Regions from separate parts of the Mus musculus genome. Here region 1 is linked to region 2. A link is a contact called in public Micro-C data. All regions are on one chromosome and are shown on one strand. The core of a region is the stretch at or near the end of the contact, and the rest is flanking DNA. Distances in the headings are between cores, read along the strand shown.

Region 1 (5,435 bases), core at 1,212-3,711, 1.8 Mb before region 2:
TAAAAATAGGTGCACATACAACTACACATCATTAAAATAATTGGGGAAGAAAAGAGTTTATAAGAAAGAAGACATGAGCAAAGCACTCACGTGAGCTGCACTCTTAGCCTGGTCCTGCCTTACTTAGAGGGAATGTAAATTTACATATTCACATACATGGGTATGCGTGTGCTCATGTGGTCTCTGTAATCTTCTGCTCACCAAGGTGAAAACAGATCCAGAGAGATGTATTCACTGATCTGCCTCACACAGCCTTCTGAGCAGAAAAGCCAGGATTAGAAGCCATTAACCTCTCGGTTGGGCACTCCCAGCCTCCAACACGTGTTAGCAGACATTGACCTTGGCCTGGGAAAATCTTCTCAGTGGACCTCTGAGAACCAGAGTTAGGGCTAACTGTGAGGTGCTGATGAGCCAGCCCTTCCTCTTGCCAGACAGGCCTCTTTTAGACTTTGTGAATGAAGGCCAAAGAAGAGAAGTTCTGCTGGTGGCTTCCTTGAGTTCTCCTGCTGCAGAAAGCTCTTGGTTCCTCATGTCCCTCTTTGTTGCAGAGACAATCTCCCTGTCAGAGGATCTGAGCTGTTTTGAGTTTGTTCATTATTAGATTTATTTCTCCTATAAGCAAATGTGTTCACAACATTCCGTCGGGGAATCTTCTTAATTGTCACATAAATGTCATCTTATGTAAATTGAATATTTATCTTTGCATGCAAGGGGGTTTGGGGGTGGAGGGGAAAGGAAAAATAAACAAACTTCAGTCTTGGAAAGGGAAAGGGATTTGAAACTCATCCACCTGCCTTCAAAAACAAAGGTGAGTTGGGGGGGAAATCATTGGATTATCTTGGAAGGGGTAGAATACATTGGCAAGGGTGAGAAGAGATGCCTTAGGGATGCTGGAGATGAGAGATGCCTTAGGGTTGCAGGGCCAGGCTTCCCCAAACCTCAGTCCAAAGCTAGCCAACCTCCCCAGCTGGAGCATTCCCAGGAGGCAAAAGGTTGCCCCCCACGTGCCTACCCCTCCAGGAGGCCTGCCCTTTTCCTTCCTAGAGAGAAGGTGAGCTCCCCAGGCACAGCGGGTTGGGTGGGTGTGGCCCGCAGCTCAGGGAACCGACCCAAGGCTCCGCCACTGCCGGCTAGCCGCCCGACAGCCCGCCCGCCTGGCGAGCGCAGGCTCTTCTTCCAGAAACTGCGAGGATTGGAGAGCACTGTTTGTGCACCACAAGGTCAAGTCGGGAAGTGGAGTCGGAGGAGGAGGGGCGAGAACGAGAGGGTGGGGAGAGGGGCGCCCCGCTTCTCTGCCAAGTACCAGCCCTGGGAAGTTGCCCCTCGGTTTTTAACCCTTTGCGGCTATAAGATGCACGAGGCAGAAGGAAGGGGGTACCCCGGGGCAAACTCCTCCTGAGGCTAGGACATGTTGCCACCCTGCTAGCCACCCACCCATCACAGTGCGCCTCACCCCCCCTCCGGAAATGCAGGGCAGCACCAGGCGCCAGGAGGCACCCGCGAGGGGGAGGGGGCAACAAGCCCAAGAAGGGACCCCCTCCCCTTAAGGACAGCCCCTCTCTTCCGGAGGTCGCCCACAATTTCAACTTTCCCTGCCTAGGATGCTAGTTTGCATTTGGTGTGGGTGGGGGAGGAGGACCGCGCCCCCTCCCCCAGCCCCTTGCGCGCCCCTCCCCTGCACTCCTGCCAGCACTTTCTGCTCACTTCTGGCGCTGCAAAAAACGCCACGCGATTTATTCGATTTCGATTTTAAAACCAGTGATTCCGAAACCGGGCGGAGGGCGAGGGTCTTCCAGCACCAGAGTCCCTGGGGGTGGGGCGGGCGAGCTGGGTACTCCGTGCAAGCCTCGTTTCCTCCGCGAGTGTCGCCTCCAAGCTGTTATTTGCAAAGAAACGTCTTTTTGACGCAGGGAGAAATGGCAAATTTTAAGTACGTCATTAATATGGCGCCAAAAGATTTTTTTAAGTATAAGCTTGCTTTTTTTTTTTTTTAAAGGTTGTGGGGGGCTCCGCCTGGGTCTGGGGCGCGAAGGGGGCGGGGTGTGAGCAGAAAGTGTGAGTGAGCGAGTGGAGGGGCGGGGTATGTGTGTGAGTGTGTGAAGTGTGAGCCGACCTGATGGGACTTGCACGGGCTCAGCCGGCGCTCGGGCCCGGCCCTGGGGACAGGGCGGGTTGGGGGCGCCCCGGAGTCCACGAGGAGTCCGGGCCCGCGTGCAGGCGGGCGGGTGACCGTGTAGGGCACCCCCCCGGGGGGGCCGCAACGCTACCTGGGACTGTCGCCGGAGCCAAACAACTGGGAAGGGGGGGGGGAACACGACAGGGGGGTGCCGGGAGCGGAGATCCGAGTGAATTAGAAAAAAGTGGCTACTCCCCCTCCCTCTCTTCTTGCCCGCCCCCACCCCACCCCACCCCCACCCCAACACATTTTTTCCCCCTCTAAAGAGATCACAAGGAAGTCTTGGTTTAAAAAGAAACAGAAACATACACAGGGGGTTGGTGAATGGTGCCGACCGCGGCCATCGCAGTTGGAGGCTATTTTTTTGGGGGGTGAGTAGCGTCCATGGAGTTACTTTGCGCCCACTCCTAGTGGCACCAGCTCTGAGCTGGAGGGCTGACCATCTTCCCAGCAGGGGTGCGGGGCTTGGGGGGCGCCGCGGCCCGGTCGCCTCCCTCGCCACGACCCCGGATGGATGCGCGCCCCCCGCCCTCCCGCGCCGGCCCCAGGAGCTCCTGGCTTCGGGAGCATCCTTCCCGCGCCGGCCCCCGCCGCCGCGCGTAGCCGAGGGCAGCGCCCCTCGGGAGGGCACCGCGGAGCAAGGTAAGAGCCAGCCCCCAGCGGATGGGCCCTGCGCATCTCCACGGCATTATTTTGTGGGCTTTTTTTTTTTTTCAACAGATCTGCCAGTGCTCCTCGCTCCCTCTCTCTTGCTCGCTCGCTCCCTCTCTCGCTGGCTGCCTGTTCTAGGAAGCCAGCGCGGGGGGTGGGGGGGGGGGACGCACAGCACTGGGGAGAGAGATTGCGCATGTTGGTCAGCCGTGTTTTAAAGAGTACAGTGCGGGGAGGCTGAGAGGGGCGCATGCAACAACTTTTGGAAGGGTGAGCCTGGCGACCTTCTTTATTAATGACTGCGGCAAAGCGCCCCTGGGCCGGCGAGGGGGCGCGGGCGGGTGGGGGCGCTGGGGCTGCAACTTGCCTCGCGGGCTCCGGCCGGCCCGAGGGGCTGCGGCGCTACCGGGGTGCGGGGTGGGGAGGCTGAGTGGCGGGCACCGGGGCACGGGAAACCTGGAGCTATCTGCCCTTCTGTCTCCCGAGTTTCATTTTGTTGATACGCAGCACGTCCGGGTGCCGAACCGGGCTGAGCCGATGCACATGACCCCGCACTGGGCTCACGTGCAGCCGGTCCAGTCCTAGACACCTTCCGGGGGCCACCGCCTCCGCCCTGCGCCCCCTTTCCAGGCTGGGTGCACGAGGGAGCTGCACGCGGGGGCAGCATGCTCGGTTCTTGGGTTCAGAGGCATTGCACAAATTAGTTTTTTTTTTTTTTCTTCTTAAGGGGCGGGGGACAACGTTCCCAGGTGAGTGCTGGGTGCGCAGTCCAGGCAGCCAGGGTGCATACTGGGGTAGTGGACAGCAGCTCTCCGGTGCTGCGCGGGAGTCCGGTGGGGGAGAGGCACCGCGAGAGTGGAAATGTACCGGCGACGGCCGGAGCGGCGGGTGCGCGCTCGCGGGGCGACGGCAGGGGGCGTGGCCCTTGTTTACCTTCTCCCAACTCTGCTGGTTCGCGTCCCGCTTCAGGGACGACTCTGCAGCTCCCCCCTCTTCCCTCCGCCCTTACTAAAACTCTGGGTGGTACCTAAGAGCAGCAGACAAGTGGAGGGCCCTGCCTGGGACACACGCACCTGACCCCAAAATGAGTGACATTGCAGCCCCCGCCCCCACCAAACATTGCTGCAGTCCTTCTGCCGGATCCCCGGCCCCGCCCCGCCCCCGGCAGTGGCATCTTCCCGGCTCACCTCCTTCCTCCCTCTCCCTCCCTCCTTCCCACCCACTTGCCTGCGCCTGCGGAGCGGCTCTCGCTCGCCCACTCCCCGCCTGGGTGCAGACTTGTGGCTCCCCATGGTCCCTTCCCGCCCATCCCTGGGCTCTGAGACATCCCCTTCTCCGAGCAAGGGGTGATCCTGGGTCAGCTTGGAGACTCGTAGCTTTTCTGCCGGAGGGTGAGGACATCTGCAAAACCGGCTTGGAGGCTTTCCTCTACCTTCCAGAGAGGCCCAGCCAGCTCAGCCCGGTCCCTCTTCTGCACACCTCTGCCCCGCTCAGTACCCCCGCCCCCACCCCGGGCTCAGTTGCCCTTCCCCGAGTCCCCTAGACCCCTCCCCCGCCCCGGGCGTCAAGCCCACCCACCTCCTGGCACCGCCCCCGGCCCGAACCGCCTCTTGCCCTTCCTACGCCTGGGCCGGAGCCCCCCGCAGCCACCTCCGGCTCCTCCTCCCGGCTCCCGCGGTCGGAATCACGCCGGCGCGCCTCCAGCCTGCGTGCCCGTCGCCCGCCGCCAAGGGCAGGCTGGAGGCGCGCAACCCTCTTCTAATCCACTTAGCCGCTGCAGCCGGCCTGTGCACTTTTTAAAAAAAAAAAAAAAAACAGCTTGGCCTCAGGCCTCCTGCTGGGTGGGGGGCGGGGGAAGGGGGCCGGGTGTCTTTATGCCCGAGGGTACATTGCACTGGTTATCCCGGGTCTCTGCAGATTTCCAAACTTCACCCTTGCCCCTAGCACCCCCCCCCCCACCTCATCTGCAGGATTCCGAGGTACAAAGTTTTACCCAGAGGCAGTTTGCAAGAGGTCAATGGGAGGGATTATGGTTGTTCTCAGAGATGTGGCTTAGGGAGGGGCGGGGCCCCCCATTTAGAAATGAAGAGTTCTGAGCCCGGAAGAAGGTTAGGATGCTCCCTTAACATTTATATTTGCAAACAGACCGGAGCTTGGGAGCTGGGTTCTCCTCCCAGAGTGGCACTGTCTCTCCTGTCACTGGTAAAATTCCCAGTAGGACATTTGGCAGAAGATCCTGGCAGAGGTTTGCCAACCGAGCCTGGCCCTGTTTCCTGGGTTCCCAGGGTGCTGACTTCTTTTTCCCCTCGCCTGATTTCTTTTTCCCCCCCTTAGGGCCCCAGGCGAACACACCAGCCCTCCAGGCCCTCCGGTCCCATCTTCCTTGGGCGGGTTAGGACTCGCAGAGCAATCTACTAAGCAGGCAAGGAAAATAAGAGAATGAACTGTAAAGGGGGGAAGGAATGAGTAATAAAACTGACCTAGTCAAGAATAAGCTTTTATGTTTAGGCTATGTTATTTGCTTTTTAGGTCGCAGGCTGCAAAAGCAGGCTTTGATCCGAAGTGGGCGAATAATTTATTGAGAAAGTTTGCATGGTGTGTGTGTGGG
Region 2 (5,663 bases), core at 1,423-3,922:
CATAGGCCAGGCTGTCCTGGGATGCACTGTGGAGAACCAATCCTCCAGCAATTCCACTGCTGGGATGACAGGTGTCTGCTACCCCACCTAGCTTCTTAAACACAAAGAATTTTACCAGACTTCTACCACAGTCTTCTTTTTAAAATACATTCTTGAGTTTCTTACACACGAGCAGAATGTCACCTTGGAGTTCTTATAAACCCACGGGTGTAGAAACATTTATAGGCAGATGTCCTGGGGAGAGAGCCCCTCCGAATGGGAGCTTCAGAAAGACTCCTCCAACAGCTCTACTCCAGGCTACTGCCTTTCCTTTCTGTCAGCAATTTTAATGGTGCTTGGCAAAGTGGGTTTCAATCAGCACTTGCTGGACTGAAAGACCACATGGGTAAAGGCCATTTGTCCAAAACTTGACCCCTACAGGGTCCCACCATTGACATCCTGAGAAATCCTGACACAATTCTCATGTGGTATGAGCTGGCGAGATGGCTCAGCAGTTAAGAGTGGTTGCTGCTTTTGCAGAGGACATGGGCTTGGTTGTCAGCACCCACAAGATGGCTGTGTAACTCCAATTCCAGCCTCTTCTGGTCTCCGTGGGCTCTACATGGTATACATACATCCAACAAAACATCCATACATAAAATAAGTAATATTTTTTTAAGGACACAATAATGACACCACTTCTTCACAGGAGAGGTGAGTTCTCCATCAGTTAATTTTTTAAAAATAAGAAATGAAGCCACCAGACCAAATTATTTTACCAGTATCAAACAGTGTGTATTTGCAGCAGAGGTCTAATATGCAGCCTTCAACCAGTGACAGGTTAAGATAACTGACTTTTAGCTCCCCAAACCTTTCTGCTGGACTCATACAAGCACTATCCAAAAGGGGACTTAATTTGGGGGTGAAGACAAGCAACAGATAGTGGCACTCAAAACACTTTGGAGTACAGCATCTTAAGTGAGGATGGTGGTCTGGGTTGCCTGGGGAGAACCAAGCCCCAAGAGCAAACCACAGATTTCATAACACTTTACAGCTCTTTCTGCAGAGTAGCTTGCCTCTCTCTTCCTCTTCCTTCCCTTCCACATGACCCTCACGGTTCTTTTCCCCACCAGAAAATAGTGTAGCATTGTTACTGCCATAGTTTGGCAACATTACATGTCCCAACCACAGTGACTGGCACAGAGCAGGCAGCAAATATTTATTGAATGGAGCAAAGAAAAAAAAACTGTTCCTATGGTCAAATAGGGACCTTAAGTACTGCTTCTAACCTAGTGGAATAAGAAATACACTGGTGTAAAAATGACCGTTTAAGAGCCCAGTCTAAGTTGAAGAAAGACAACAGTAAAACCTTATGCCCCAAGCCAGTATGCCTCAACAACAACTGCTTAATATATGTTATACAAATACCGAGCTCAGAGAGCATATTTTAATATTTTAGACTATAAAAGCAAACACTATTGCCTAGATTAGGTCATCTGAACACGAATAGCAATTTTGGTTTTTAATCCTCTCAACATTGTAAGGTGAGAACGGGAGGATATAGAAGATGGGAGACATCTCCCCGAAGTCCAGCCTGCCAAAGTCCCCAAATGTCACACTCCACGGAGAAATGTCCTTTAAAACACGGCCAGTAATTAACAAATACCAGTTTACACCAAATCATTAAGAATTCACAGCCAGCATACACAAAGGGAACGCCAAGGCTAAATCAAATGGCTTCAAAGACGATTCCTGATCATTTTACCTTTTTTCCTTCTGGATGGGCACCCGTGACCAAAGACTTGGCTACTAGTTCAGCTACTCTCACATTCTTTATAATGTGAAAATCTCTAGCGTTTCATGACAGCACAACTATCGGGGCCAGAGAAAACCAAAAGCAACAGGGACCCTCTCCCCTTAGCCACTACTGGGGGGAGAGGGAGGGGGAGGGGGAGTAGATGGGGGGGGGGGCTCTGATCCCTAGAGATTCACTGCAGTGTTAAATCCGTGGGATTTCAGGAACAAACCTACCGATTCCAAAAAACAGGTTAAGCATCTCGTCCACCATGAACTAGTTCTGCGCCCCTGCACCACCTCCTTTGTCTCAACTGTCCCTGAAAACTCGCATTCCAGTGCCCTCCAGTAAACAAGCTAACTAAATGAAAAAGAGGAGGACGTTCTAAGTCTCGCTCTCTTTTAGTTTTAGGGTGAAATGCAGCAGGGTTTCTGGAGCCTCTTTCCTCAGCGGGGAGCAGGCCAGGCTCCACAGCGCGAGGACCTCGAGCCCCCTGGGCCGGCGGCCGAACGGCGCGCAGACCCCCGGCCACGCCGCCCCCGCGACCCCCGCCCGGCTTCGGGCTTCGGCTCCGGCCTCACCTCCGTGGATGGGCAGCGGTGCCAGCACCTGGCCGCGGACCTCGGCCTTGGGTGAGTCGAGCCCGTAGCGCCCGCGGTCGATGCGGAACGTGAGCGGGGTGCCGCGGCCGGGCTCCTGCACCGTCACGTTGATGAGCGCCGTGTAGTACTCCTGGCTCGCGTTGTCCGCTCGCGTCGGCCACAGGCTGCAAGTCAGCAGGGCCAGCGCCGCGAGCCGGGCCGGGCCCGCTCGCGCCGCGCCGCTCATGGTCCCTCCGGCCGCCGCCGCCGCCGCCGCTCGCGGACCGGGCTCCGGGGCCGGTGCTGAGAGGCGGGGCGGGCGCGGCCCGGGCTGCGGCGGGAGCGCGCGCGCGCCTCGAAACGAGCCGGGCACGAGCACGGCCCTCCTCGGCGCCGCGGCTCCGCCGTTCGCCGCCCTCACGTCCGCGGCCCGCGCGCGAGTGCGCGCCCGTGGATCTCTCAGGGGAAGGACGGCGCGTCAGGCCGTGTGCTGTCAGGGCACCTGGAATGCCCAGGGACTAGGCCTGCGGACAGGGCCCCTGAGAGGACTCGGAGTGGTGGGAAGGAGTGGTCCCCACTGCTCGGGGAGGGTCAGCAACGCCGCCTCAGGCGCGTGCCCGCCGCCGCCCCATTCCCTCCAGCAGAGCGGCAACGCGCAAGCCCGATGCGCAAACCCGTCCGCTGCGCGTGCGCAATAGGCGCTGCCTGCTCCCGCCCTCCCGCACGAGGGCCAGGGGCGGTCCAGTCACCTGCTTGCTGGCACTGGGTTCAGTGAACTGCCCCGGGCTTCATACCCCGCTATGACCTGGATCTGTGAAGCTTTCCAAGAACCTATAGAGATGTTGGAGATACCACTAAAAGAAACTAAGCTAATCGTTAAGGTTTTAAATTAAATGTCTGTGAGAGCTAACATTTCCACTGGGTTGGTTGCATGCTGTACAATAATTGACATCAGTCGGGAGAGTGCCTTTGCGTTTGGGGCCCAGTAGACTTGGACCCAATAAGGCATCTGAGTGGTTAGCAAGGTCTGTTAGAGACGGATGTTAACTTCATCAGGTTGGTATGGTCCTCTTCCCCCACTCCCCCCTCCCCGCCCCCAGAATACCCAGAGCCACAGGCCTTCACTTCCTTTTTGTAAAATGGCATAGTACCACGGCATTTAACAAGGACTCTGCTCTGTTTCTTCAGTAATTGGGCCTCTCCTCACTGGGTGAAATGGACCCCAGTACCTATTCTCAGGATGAGACCCCGGAGGTGCCTGCCAAAGAGTCACAGGCTATGTTTGGAGCCTGCATCAGACTATCTCTAATATGAATCTCCTTTCCCCTCCCATTTGTTGGTCTAATCTTCCCTTTGCTAAAAATGTGTATGGTATTAGCAAGGGTTTTTAGTGTGTGGGGTGCTGATGCCCCTGACGAGAAGTGATAGAAGTCCACACACACCTGATACAAAACCAGGGTAGAGGAAGGAGTAAACAACGAAAATAATTTTATGGTTGGGGTCACTACAACATAAAGAACTGTATTAAAGGGTCACAGCATTAGGAAGGTTGAGAACTACTGGTGTAACAGTATATGGGAAATGAGAATGTAGTGTTTAGGGTACTTGGGTGTGGGGGGCTTCCTGGAGGATGTGGGCTGAAGTCTGAATAGAGCCCTCAGATGCCTGTCAGTGAGCTACCCTCATGCCCACCTTGACAGGGCCATTTCTCTATCTCTACCACTTTCTTTGTCTCTTAAACCTCTTTGCCTGTCTCTCTTCCCATTTCTCAGTTCATAAGAATGCCTAGATCACCTGTTTGTCCCATGTCAAATTCCCTTCTTGCCAAGCTCCACTAAGATCTCAGCTACCACCTTTGCAGGTCCCAGATTCTATTAAGAGCTTTTGTCTGTCAGGATTTGATCTGCTTGCTACCTCTAGGTGTATAAGGACAAGTGTGTAAGGCCCATGGAACAGTGCTTGGGGGACTCCAGGGGTCAAAGCCTAAGCATGGCCCCATGGGCAGTGCTGAAACTCTCAGAGAGTTGTCTAGTTTTCCAAAGTCTGTCTCCTCCTCCCCTCTCCTCCCCTCCCACTCTCCCTCCTCCTCTTTCTCTTCCTCCATAGCCTCTTAACTTCTCTTCTTCCTCTTGTGCTTCCTCGTTTGTGTTCTTAAATTTTCTAAATGACCCCAACTGGTCATACAAAGCCCCGCTCTCATTTTATCAAAAGCAGCAGTTTGCTTTTACCACAATTCCTAGTCTGATTTTCTGCCCCCACATTAATGTACTTAATGTGTCTTTTCTTTGTGTTCTTGCAACGTTTGTATTGTCTAGTATTTTGTACTTTTTAATTATTAAATCATGGAGGCAGAGGCAGGCGGATTTCTGAGTTCGAGGCCAGCCTGGTCTACAGAGTGAGTTCCAGGACAGCCAGGGCTACACAGAGAAACCCTGTCTTGAAGAACCAAAAAACAATTATTAAGTCTTACTGGGTTGTGAATGTCTTCTGTCTTTCATTCTCTTCATTCACTAGTACACTGGATTTTTAGAGTTACAGTTATTGAGGTTGATGTTGAAATGTAACATCTGGGGGCTTGGGAGGTGACTCTGGGGTAAAGTGATCACTGTGCAAACATGAGAACCTAAGTTCTGAACCCCAGAACTCACATAAAGCCACATATGGTAACACGCGTTTGTAACCCCAGAGTTTCTGTGCAAAGATGCGAAGTAGAGCTAGGAAAATAACCAGGAAAGACCTTGCCTCAAACAACATAGAAGGCAAGGACAGCCACTTATGGTTGTCTTCTGACCTCCACACGTGTACCATGGCTTGAACACATCCATACAGACAGTGAACAAGCACACACACACACACACACACACACACACACACACACTTCCTAAGGAATGTAACATCGGTAGGAAAGTGCAGAAATCTTGTGTGTACACCGGGCAAATATTTCCAAGGTGAAAGCCATTTTATAACAACTGGAACAAAACAAAAAGCAGCACTAAAACCCTGAAAGTCTCCCTGGCCGCCTGTGACGAACACCCAGGTATTCTTATTCCTGAGGCTATAGATTAGTTTGATTTACATAAATGGGACCACACAGCACCTACTCACTGGTGTCTGGTTTCTTAATGGTATGTCTGAAATTAATTTTCTGTCATTTTAATTTAGTCATGGTTCTTTTTTATTTCCTGTGTAGTATTCCATGATTGATTTATCCATTTTCCTATTCATGAGCACTGTTATTGATTTTTCTCTAGGGACTATGGAAAACAGGGGTGCTGGGAAATCTGTTTTGTTTCTATGCTGCCACACCT

Evidence for each region. Hi-C and Micro-C count contacts between places; a contact is called where the count stands out from the background.
Region 1: a contact with region 2 is called in a Micro-C map of embryonic stem cells, with 4 times the contacts expected there. The contact joins the promoter of Jade2 here to the promoter of Rnf130 in region 2.

The regions. Positions count from the first base shown.
Region 1 is chr11:51,854,694-51,860,128 of GRCm38.p6, reverse strand. Jade2 (jade family PHD finger 2) reads left to right here and starts at 2,461. Exons shown (of 13, transcript NM_001357588.2): 1 at 2,461-2,818; 2 at 5,162-5,249. The coding sequence starts at 2,691. Gm30110 (a long non-coding RNA gene) reads right to left here and starts at 4,683. Exons shown (of 2, transcript XR_388628.2): 1 at 4,406-4,683; 2 at 3,532-4,208.
Region 2 is chr11:50,022,340-50,028,002 of GRCm38.p6, reverse strand. Rnf130 (ring finger protein 130) reads right to left here and starts at 2,672. Exons shown (of 9, transcript NM_021540.4): 1 at 2,356-2,672. The coding sequence starts at 2,602.